2 separate regions of the Canis lupus genome follow, and region 1 is linked to region 2. A link is a contact called in public Hi-C data. All regions are on one chromosome and are shown on one strand. Each heading gives the region's core, a stretch centred on a gene start, on an enhancer-like site or on the middle of the called end of the contact. The rest is flanking DNA. Distances are from core to core; before and after follow the strand shown.

Region 1 (4,133 bases), core at 1,420-3,919, 73 kb after region 2:
ATGAGGCTCCTCCCTGGGGAGGTGTGTAGGGAGACGGTTCATCGGGGGTTCCAGTGTAGGTTCCACAGGTGGCGTGCTCCCATGCAGGCTTGTGTGCGACTACTGCTGGGCTGTCTGTGTGCAGATGGCACATGGGTGTGCTGCCAAGGGCCCTGTGTGGCTACCCTGGCCTGGTGGCCTCTGGCACATTGGGGTGGCCCATGCTGACATGAGCCTGGTGTTGCACACGGGTGGGGTGCACTGACAGGCCATGTTCAGGCCAGTGGTGAGGCTGAGCCTCCAGTTGCAAAGCTCTTAGTAAGGTTTGGTGGCATGCCACGGGCCCTCCCCTCACGGGGCTAGCGTGGGGCCCCCAGTACCCTGACTGCCAGCAAGCCTGGGGCTGAGCCAGGAAACATCCCCCCACCCCACCCCCACCCCCGCCCCAGGCAGGGAACCAGTTCAGGCTCACACAGAGAACAGCTGCTGCCCTGGGCCCCCTCCTACCCCTGCTCCCCCACTGGGGCTGGGGGCTTGGGTCCCTCAGTGGGCCTCAGACCTGGGCCAGGGTAAGGCTGTAGACCCCCAAGCTCTGGCTCACTGGGTGTGTCCAGAGTGGACGGGGGCCTTGGCAGACCTCAGGGCATGCAGGAGAGTGTGTGGGCACAGGCTGGGGTGGAGGCTGTGCTCTGGAAGGGGCTGCGGGAGCCTTGAGAGGATGGGATGGTCCAGGGCCCAGAAATGAGCTGTGGGGCCAGGAGGGGTGGGAGGGCCACGCCGAGTCCTCGCTGCCGGCGCCCGCCCAGAGCCCAGTGCGTTCTTAGCGCTTCAGGCGGCTGGCGGCCAGCACTGTGGCCAGCGGTGGGGATCCGGGCCCGAGCATCTCACCTCGCCTGACCGAGTGCTGACATCACTTCCATCACAGATGGAAGATTCCATGTGGTTAGAGCCCAGATGCTGATCAGACATTTCCCATTCTCTCTTTGAATGGGCCCAGGGGAAGGGGAGGGGGGCCAGGGGGAGGCGGGGCTGCCCCTGGGAAGGCCGGCGGAAGGCTGTCCTCTGGGAACGTGGCCTTAGGAGTCAGGGGCAGAGGTCGTGCTGGGCGCCCCCGTGCCTGGCTCGTGCCCCCAGCCAGCGACAGGCTCTGCACGTTCACCATGATGGGCCGGACCCCAGTGCCCTCCTGTGTGATCCAGGGCGGGGGCAGGGGTGGGTTCTGGTGCATTCCTTGGGGGCTGAGGGAAGCTGTTGTGGTACCAGCCCCGGAGCCTGACTTCCTGCCAGAGAGAGAGCCCCCAGCCTCTCAGACTTTCGGGGTGGCGCGAGGGGCACGGGTGAGCGACCCCTGTGTGCCAGGTCTCTGTGCTGGGGTTGGGGGCACTGCCTCTGCTAGACCGGTGAGCTTCATGAGGCCTTTCCAGCACTGTACTGGGGCAGGCCTGGGCAGACACACCCAGTGCAGAGATGATAGAAACAGGCTCCTCATAGTCAGGGGGCTTCTTGGAGCTGGGATCCTGGCTGTGTGGATGCCTGGCTCCCAAGGTGCAGTGTTACAGGGGGGACGTGGGGGCAGAGGGGCACCGGAGCTTCTGACTGTCCTTGCCTCCAGGGAAGCCTCTGGAGAGTACCCGGCTCTGAGCCCCAGAACATAGGATCACCGTCCAGCCTGGCTCTGGGGTTCCTTGGGCAGTGGCCCCAGCTCCTGGACCCACTCCGTGAGACAGGCACGGGATAAGAGTGTCCTCTGCCACCGTGGCTGTGGCAGTGATGCCCCCAAGGCGAGCAGCCTTCCCCACTTGCCAGTTGCTGCAGGTATCCCAGCACCCAGATGCTTGGGAGCCCCTCTCCCTACCCACGACCACAGGGCCACTGTTCCTGCCACTGCTGGGGAGATACAGGATGACACCATCACATGCATATTGTAAGTCTGAACGTGGGCGTGCACATCTGGGAATGCATGGGTGTAGATGTTTGAGTGTGGATACATATGTGTGAGTGTGCATGTGGGCACAGGTGTGTACATGCTCAGCTTGTCCTTGAGCAGCCCTAGACACCCCCCCGCCCAGCAGCCTAGGTGCCCACTCTCTGCCCCCAGCCCCCTAGGACCCTAACCTTTCCTGGGTGACCCCTGTGGCGGGGCTGAGTGTGTGCAGAGACTAGCTGCTCTAGTCCTCACAGTCCCCCAGCCAGGAGAATCATGTTCCTGTCTGCAGTTGATAGGTGGGGACACTGAGGCACAGAGGTCAGAGTCACTGACTCAATGTCATGTCTTGAGCCAGGCTTGGTGCTTTGGTTCCCAGGGAGCTGGAGTGCCCCCTGTGGGCATGAGTTTTAGGGTGGCTGGGGAGGACCCCTCCCTCGTACCTTTGTCTGGCAGTGGGCGGTCCTGGGCCTTCTGGTGGCCAGCCAGGGGTGTCTTCCCCTCGGTCTTGGCTCCCTCAGTCTTGGCTTTCCCTCCGTCTTGGTCTGGGTACCAGCAGGTCTTGGGTGACCATGCCATAGACTAAGAGGGGCCCAGCTGGGCTGCCAGGGGCCTTCTCCCACAGGAGAGCCCAGGGGGTCTGGTGAATGCTTGTACCACCTCACAAAGGCAAAAGTGGGGTCCAGAGAGTGGCAGGGCCTGGCCGGGGACCGCACAGGAACTCTCATGTGGCAGAACTGGGCGCCGACCAGGGGCCTCCCACGCTTAGCTGGAAAGAACGAACAGGTTTCTGGTTCTGCATTTTAATTATAAAGTTAGTACAAGTGTGTGGTTAAAAAAAAACAAAACCAAAAGACCCACAACAACAAAACAAACCACGATCAAAGCAGTAGGAGAGGACCCAAGGAAGGTACCAGTGTGATTCTCACCCAGAGAGACACAGCACCCTTCCCTGACCTCCTGGAGGAGGACGCACCCACTCAGGGAGGTGCCCAGTCACTGTAAATCACAGACCTGCCCCTGTGCGCTTCCCTGTCCTGCTCTCTCTGGTTTCTTGGGCCCACCTCATGTCCAGCAGGCGCTGTCCCTGCTCCCTCTGCTGGGTGGCTCCAGGGGCTGTGAGTGAGATCCGTTGTGGACCTGCCAGGCCTGGTACCTGCCATAGCTCCCAAAGGAGCGGGGAGCCCAGCCTTATTCCAGGTGTGATGTCTCACCTGGCTGGTGGTGCTATCTTGCCTCAGTTTTCCCATCTGGCAAATGGGAATGGGTGGTCCTGACACGCCTGAGGCAGTGTTCTGGGCCTGCAAGGAGCTTGCTGGTGAGTCATGATGACAGTGAGGGCTGAGTGGGCTCTCAGGACTCCAGCGTGGGTGCCTCTGGTCCCAGCTTCCCCACCTCAGGAGGATGTGTGTCCATGTGTGTATTTAACCACCTGCTCCAAGCTTGCTGTGTTCTGGACATGGTGGGTGGGGGTGGTGGAGGTTCAAGCAAGACAGGAAGTGGTGGGGTGGCAGGGTCAGGGTCAGGCGACTCCACCCAGCTGGGCCAAGGGACGTCTGTTAGAGCAGAGGGTGGCCTCCAGGGGGACTACCAGCATGGGCCAGGCATGGGGCTGGTGGGCACAGCCACAGTCTGGGAGCCAGGGTTGGCAGGGCTTTGACGGGGGGTTCTTTCTGGGTGGGGGTGTGGTGTGGTCTTTGGGGGCTTGTGGGAGGAGAGGAGCCTGCAGGCAGGATGGAGAAGAGGTGGCAGCATCAGGACATGGTGGCAATGGAAGCGCAGATGTCCCCTGTGAGCCATGGCCCCAGGGACAGTGCTGCGATGTGCCCTTTGCCTCTGACCGGGGAGGAGGCAGTGGGTGGGACCCGTGCATGGGAGGGCCAACCCCTGGAGACATGCTCTTCCACTCTAATGTTAATGACATCCGGTGCTGGGTGGGGTGAGGGCGGGGCCTGATAGCAGGACTGTGAAGGTGACCCCCCTCCCTGACTGGCCCTTGGCCCTCTGACAAGCCTTTGATTCCTGCCTGGAGACTCCTGGCTGTGGCCTGGGTCTTACCAGTACCGAGTTACCATTGTGACATGAGCGCCCCTGACCTCCAGGAGCCTTAGGCTGATGAGGGGGCGCTGACTCCAGCTTGGATGCAGGGGTGGCCAGGGCCCATCAGGCCCTCCTGCCAGGGCAGAGGTAGTGGGCAGCTGCACCCCCAGTCTGAGGGAGGGACAGAGGG
Region 2 (4,406 bases), core at 196-2,695:
AACAGCAGAGGAAAAAGTTGTGGACACGGAGTGCCTGGGTGGCTCAGACAGTGAAGCGTCTGCCTTCATGTTGTGATCTCTGGGTTGTGATGGAGCCCCACATCTCAGCTCCCTGCTCAGTGGGGAGTCTGCTTTCCCTCTCCCTCTGCCCCTGCCCTGCTTGTGCTTGCTCTCTCAATAATAATTTTTTTTAAATCTAAAAAAAAAAAAAAAATGGCCCTGGACTGTCCTGACAACTAAATGAGCGAAAGTAAGAGAAACAACACAAGCAGAAGAGCAAGGGGACTGCAGGAGCAAAAGGCACACGGGCATAGGTCGTTTAGGTGGTACAAGCTCTTGTCCACCTCGTGGGCAGTATCCCCAGGAAATAAATGGCAGTTGTTAAAATAAGCAGCTCAGTTTCTCCTACCGGTGGGGAGACAGCCTGTGTGCCAGAACTAGGGCAGTAATAACCCGCCAGGCATTTCTGCTGCGCCGCACTGCAGCGGTGTGAGGAGTCAGTCATCCACCCCATCAAAGGACACGTGTCGCATCACACTCATTCTGGGGCGGACCACCAACTGTACTAAGCACCTTACAGCTATTGCCTCACTTGATCCTCACGGCAACACTTTCCCCCACTAGATATTTGAGGAAACAGCGCCACAGGGAAGTCGCATGACTCCCCGGACTCCAAATATATATTAGTGGAGCACCTGCCTGGGCCAGACCCCGTTCCCAGGGATGAGGGGACGGCTGTGAATTAAACAAAGCCCCTGCCCCTAAGAGCTTGCATTCCAGACACGCAACGCGTTAGCAGATAATGTCAGTGGCTGGAAAAAGAAAGCAGGGTGAGGGGACAGAGCAAGTGCCCTTGCACACCTGTGCCAAGGTGCAAGGGCAAATCATATTTGCTATTCATGATTTAAACAAACTCTGCAGCCCGATGCTCCTAACGATCTTCATGATGCACACCGAGTGCGTGCAAACTCGTCACTTTTTATTGCCCTGGGGCTGCATCAGAACCCCAGCGCCTGGGATAGAAGAGGAGGAGAGCTCTCGGAATGCCAGGTGCCGGGAGCGAGCAGCCTGGGACCCTGCACACGCCCCTTATGCCTCTCAGCGTCAACCGAGCACGCACTTGCATCCCGTTGGGGTGACTGCCGCGCAGGCGTGCCGCAGAGCCTCCGCGAGAGAAGGCGGGGGGCGCCCTCTGGGAACCGTTGCGCTCCACCCCCGGCTCCGGCACCGCTGCGCTCGCCGCCCCGCACCTCCCCGCGCGCGGCGCGTCGGCCCGCGGCTTTCTCTGCGCACGCGCACGGTCGGCCGGGCTCGCCGGCGCCGGCCACATCCGGGGCCCCGCCGGCGGCGCGGTTACCATGGCAGCGGGGGCGCGGCCGGCGCGCGGGCTGGCAGGCCCGGAGGCTGCGGGCGGCCGGGGGGCCCGCGGAGCCGCGCAGCGGGACAGCCGCGCCCGCAGCGCCCCGGGCCGGCCGGGCAGCGCCGCCGCCATGTCGCAGGGCACCGCGGAGCCGGCCTCAGAGACGGTAAGCGCGGGCGGGCCTCCCCGTTCCCTCCGGCTCCCGGGCTCGCGGGGCCGGGCGCGGGCCGGAGGAAGGGGCGCACGGCTGGCGGCCGCCGGCTCACAGCCGCCCTTATTGTTACCGCACAAGAGCGGCCCTCGGGTCCCCGCCCGCGGGCGGCCGGCCGGGCGTCCCGCCCCGCACCCAGCCTCCAGCCGCCCCTCGACCCCGCCCGCCCTTGCACAGGCCGCCGCTTCCAGGAAGCCCTCCCGGACGCCGCGTCCTCGCCGCTCGGCGCCTGCGAGGCCCCGGCCTGTGCCGAGCCTGCGACCGCGGCCCGCGGGGCTACGGAGCTCACTGCGTAAGTGCCCGCCCCTCCCCGTGCCTCGGGGCGGCGGGGTGGGGGGCGCAGCGGCCGGGTGCCCAGCCCGAGCCCTCCAGATGTGCGAGGCGTGGAGGTGGGGGGAAGGAAGCCCCGCGCCGCCCCCCCCCCCCGGACCTGCGTCCGGCCCAGCGCCGAGAGGAGGCTTCCCCGAGAAGGTGCCCCCAAGTTCCCCCCTAGGGTGAGGGCAGGCGTGCTGACAGCTCGCGCCTTTGCCAAGTGTTTGGGGGCGCCTGCCCCCCGCTGGAGGTGTCACGATGGGTGAATGAGTGGCACTGCGGTGCAGGTGCGGGGAGAACGAGGCCTGCAACCGCACTCAGGTGGCCCGAGCAGAACAGGGAACAGGCCCCTGGGGCCGCGGTGGGTTGCAGAGGGCTGCTTCAGGCCGGGTGCTGGAGCAGGTGCCCAGGACTCCCTGGATGCCCCTGCGCAAGGAGACCTGAGAGCGTGGGAGGTGGGACGGTGGGGACTGTTCCAGGGCCTGAGAGAGCTTGCTGCCCCCTGCCCCTCCAGAAGGAGAGCAGGGCCTGACCACAGGGAGCCTCGCAGGCCATGCAGGGAGTTTGCACCTTATTGTGGGCACCGTGAGAAGCCTCTGGAGGGCTCCAGACAGGGACATTTTGGCCACGTTGCTTCCTTCTCAGAGGGCCGAGCCCCGCAGGGCTGCACAGAGCTTACCCAGTACCGGAGCATCCCTCAAGGCACCAAGGCCTGGCCCATCTCCAGCTCACCTACCTGGGCGCACTCCTTGCTCCTTCATCTTTAGAAAGTGACTTCCCAGGTCGTGATTACGAAAGCCATGGCTGCTAGAGAAAACGTAGACAGCTTACCCATGATCTAACCACCTGCGCCAGACCACCTCAATATCGGGTGGACTTCCTCCCAGTCTTTCCTCAGTGCATCTCTTCCCACGTAGATTTTCTAAAAATCGAGATCATTGTGTTTAAACACGTTTAAATTGTGTTGTGGGATCCCTGGGTGGCGCAGCGGTTTAGCGCCTGCCTTTGGCCCAGGGCGCGATCCTGGAGACCCGGGATCGAATCCCACGTCGGGCTCCCGGTGCATGGAGCTTGCTTCTCCCTCTGCCTATGTCTCTGCCTCTCTCTCTCTCTCTCTCTCTCTGTGACTATCATAAGAATAAAAAAAAATTAATAAAAAAAAGATTCTTTAAAAAAAATAAAATAAATTGTGTTGTGACCTTTACCATTTAATTTGTTGACGTTTTCCCACAGCCACGTGTTTTCAAGAGCGTGATTTAAAGTCTAACCTGTGGCTACTCCTACTTTACCTGTTCCCCAGCTTTCCCTCTCTTGTTTTCACTTTTATGTGACTATACACATTCTTACACGCACAAGCATTTGTTAAGCCCCCTATACATGGGAGTCCGAGGCACAAAACCAGTTATGCTCTGGTGCCTTAGTCTCAAGGAGTCCAGTCGTGGAGGAACTGGCACAAAGGTCTCTTGGCGCTTAGGAGACTCTCAGCCCTCGGTCCAGGCTGACCTGTGGCTTTCTGCTGATCTCGGATCAGTCTGAGATTAGACAAAAACCTCTTGAGAGCAGGAACTGCTCTGTCTGTCCGTTCCCTAAGTGGAATGGAGCTGCCTCCAGGCTGGCCGGTGAAGTTCACAGAGCATGTGCTGTGTGCCAGGGGCTCACTGTGCGGGCTGTAAGCAGCCCCGCTGACCACGGTACAGAGCCACAGGGGTGACATGGAGCCTGAGTGGGACCACCTGTGATGTAAGAGCCAGTGCTGGTAAAAGGGCTTGAACATATTTATTATGGCTGCTAGTCTATTACCTGAGCCTCTTCAAAAGACTCTATTTCTGCTTTTCTCCCTTATTCCACTCATGCTTTCCTGCTTCTGTGTATCATAGTTTCTCATCGAAAGCTAGACATTTAGATAGAATGTTATAGCAACTTGGTATTGATCCCTCCTCCCCATGGGAGCGATGGGGTTTGCTTGGTGGTTCGTCTGTTTGCTGAGCGATTTGGCTGGACTCACTCTGCAGTTGGTCTTCCCACACCTGTGCGGCCTCTGATTCCCTGCTCACATTCTTTCTTGTTTGCATCTTTTAGCCTAACTACCTAGGGGTCACCCCTGGGTCAGCAGAAGCCACTTTCTGGTCAAAGGTTATGGGTAAGCTCCTTGGCCAGTCAAAACTTTGCTCTTTATCACTGTGTGTACATGTGTGCATGCATTTGCATGTGTATGCATGCATGTGTGCACATGTGTACCTGTGCTGTGTTACATGCATGTGCATGTATGGTGTGTGCGTGTGCATGTGTGTTTGTGCACATGTGCATCTGGAGCATGTGTATGTGCGTGTGTGCATCTGAGGTATGTGGCCTGGGGGCTGCTGCCACAGGATGGGGATTTACGGTTTTGCCCCTGCAACCAGGGCCTAGCAGCTTGGACTGCTCCCCTCCCATGTCGCCTAAGAGGGCAGCCTTAGATGAGCACGTGGCCCCCCAGACTTCCAAGGATGTGTGATTTTACCTCTAAGCCTGGCTTCCTGGGAG

The links. Hi-C and Micro-C count contacts between places; a contact is called where the count stands out from the background.
Region 1: a Hi-C map of blood shows a contact between it and region 2, with 2.0 times the contacts expected there. The contact joins the enhancer-like site here to the promoter of IQCE in region 2. A contact is called at or near these places in 2 of 9 Hi-C or Micro-C datasets (amygdala and blood).

What each region holds. Positions count from the first base shown.
Region 1 is chr6:14,747,367-14,751,499 of UU_Cfam_GSD_1.0, forward strand. All of the region lies in intron 1 of TTYH3 (protein tweety homolog 3), which reads left to right. Among named protein-coding and RNA genes, the nearest start is that of TTYH3, 9.6 kb to the left of the region's middle. Within about 2 kb of position 2,670, at least 3 of the 20 cell types and tissues checked have an H3K27ac peak or open chromatin away from gene starts, as enhancers often do. A contact at or near this core is called in blood, where this site is marked.
Region 2 is chr6:14,675,818-14,680,223 of UU_Cfam_GSD_1.0, forward strand. IQCE (IQ domain-containing protein E) reads left to right here and starts at 1,446. Exons shown (of 22, transcript XM_038539612.1): 1 at 1,446-1,526. The coding sequence starts at 1,491.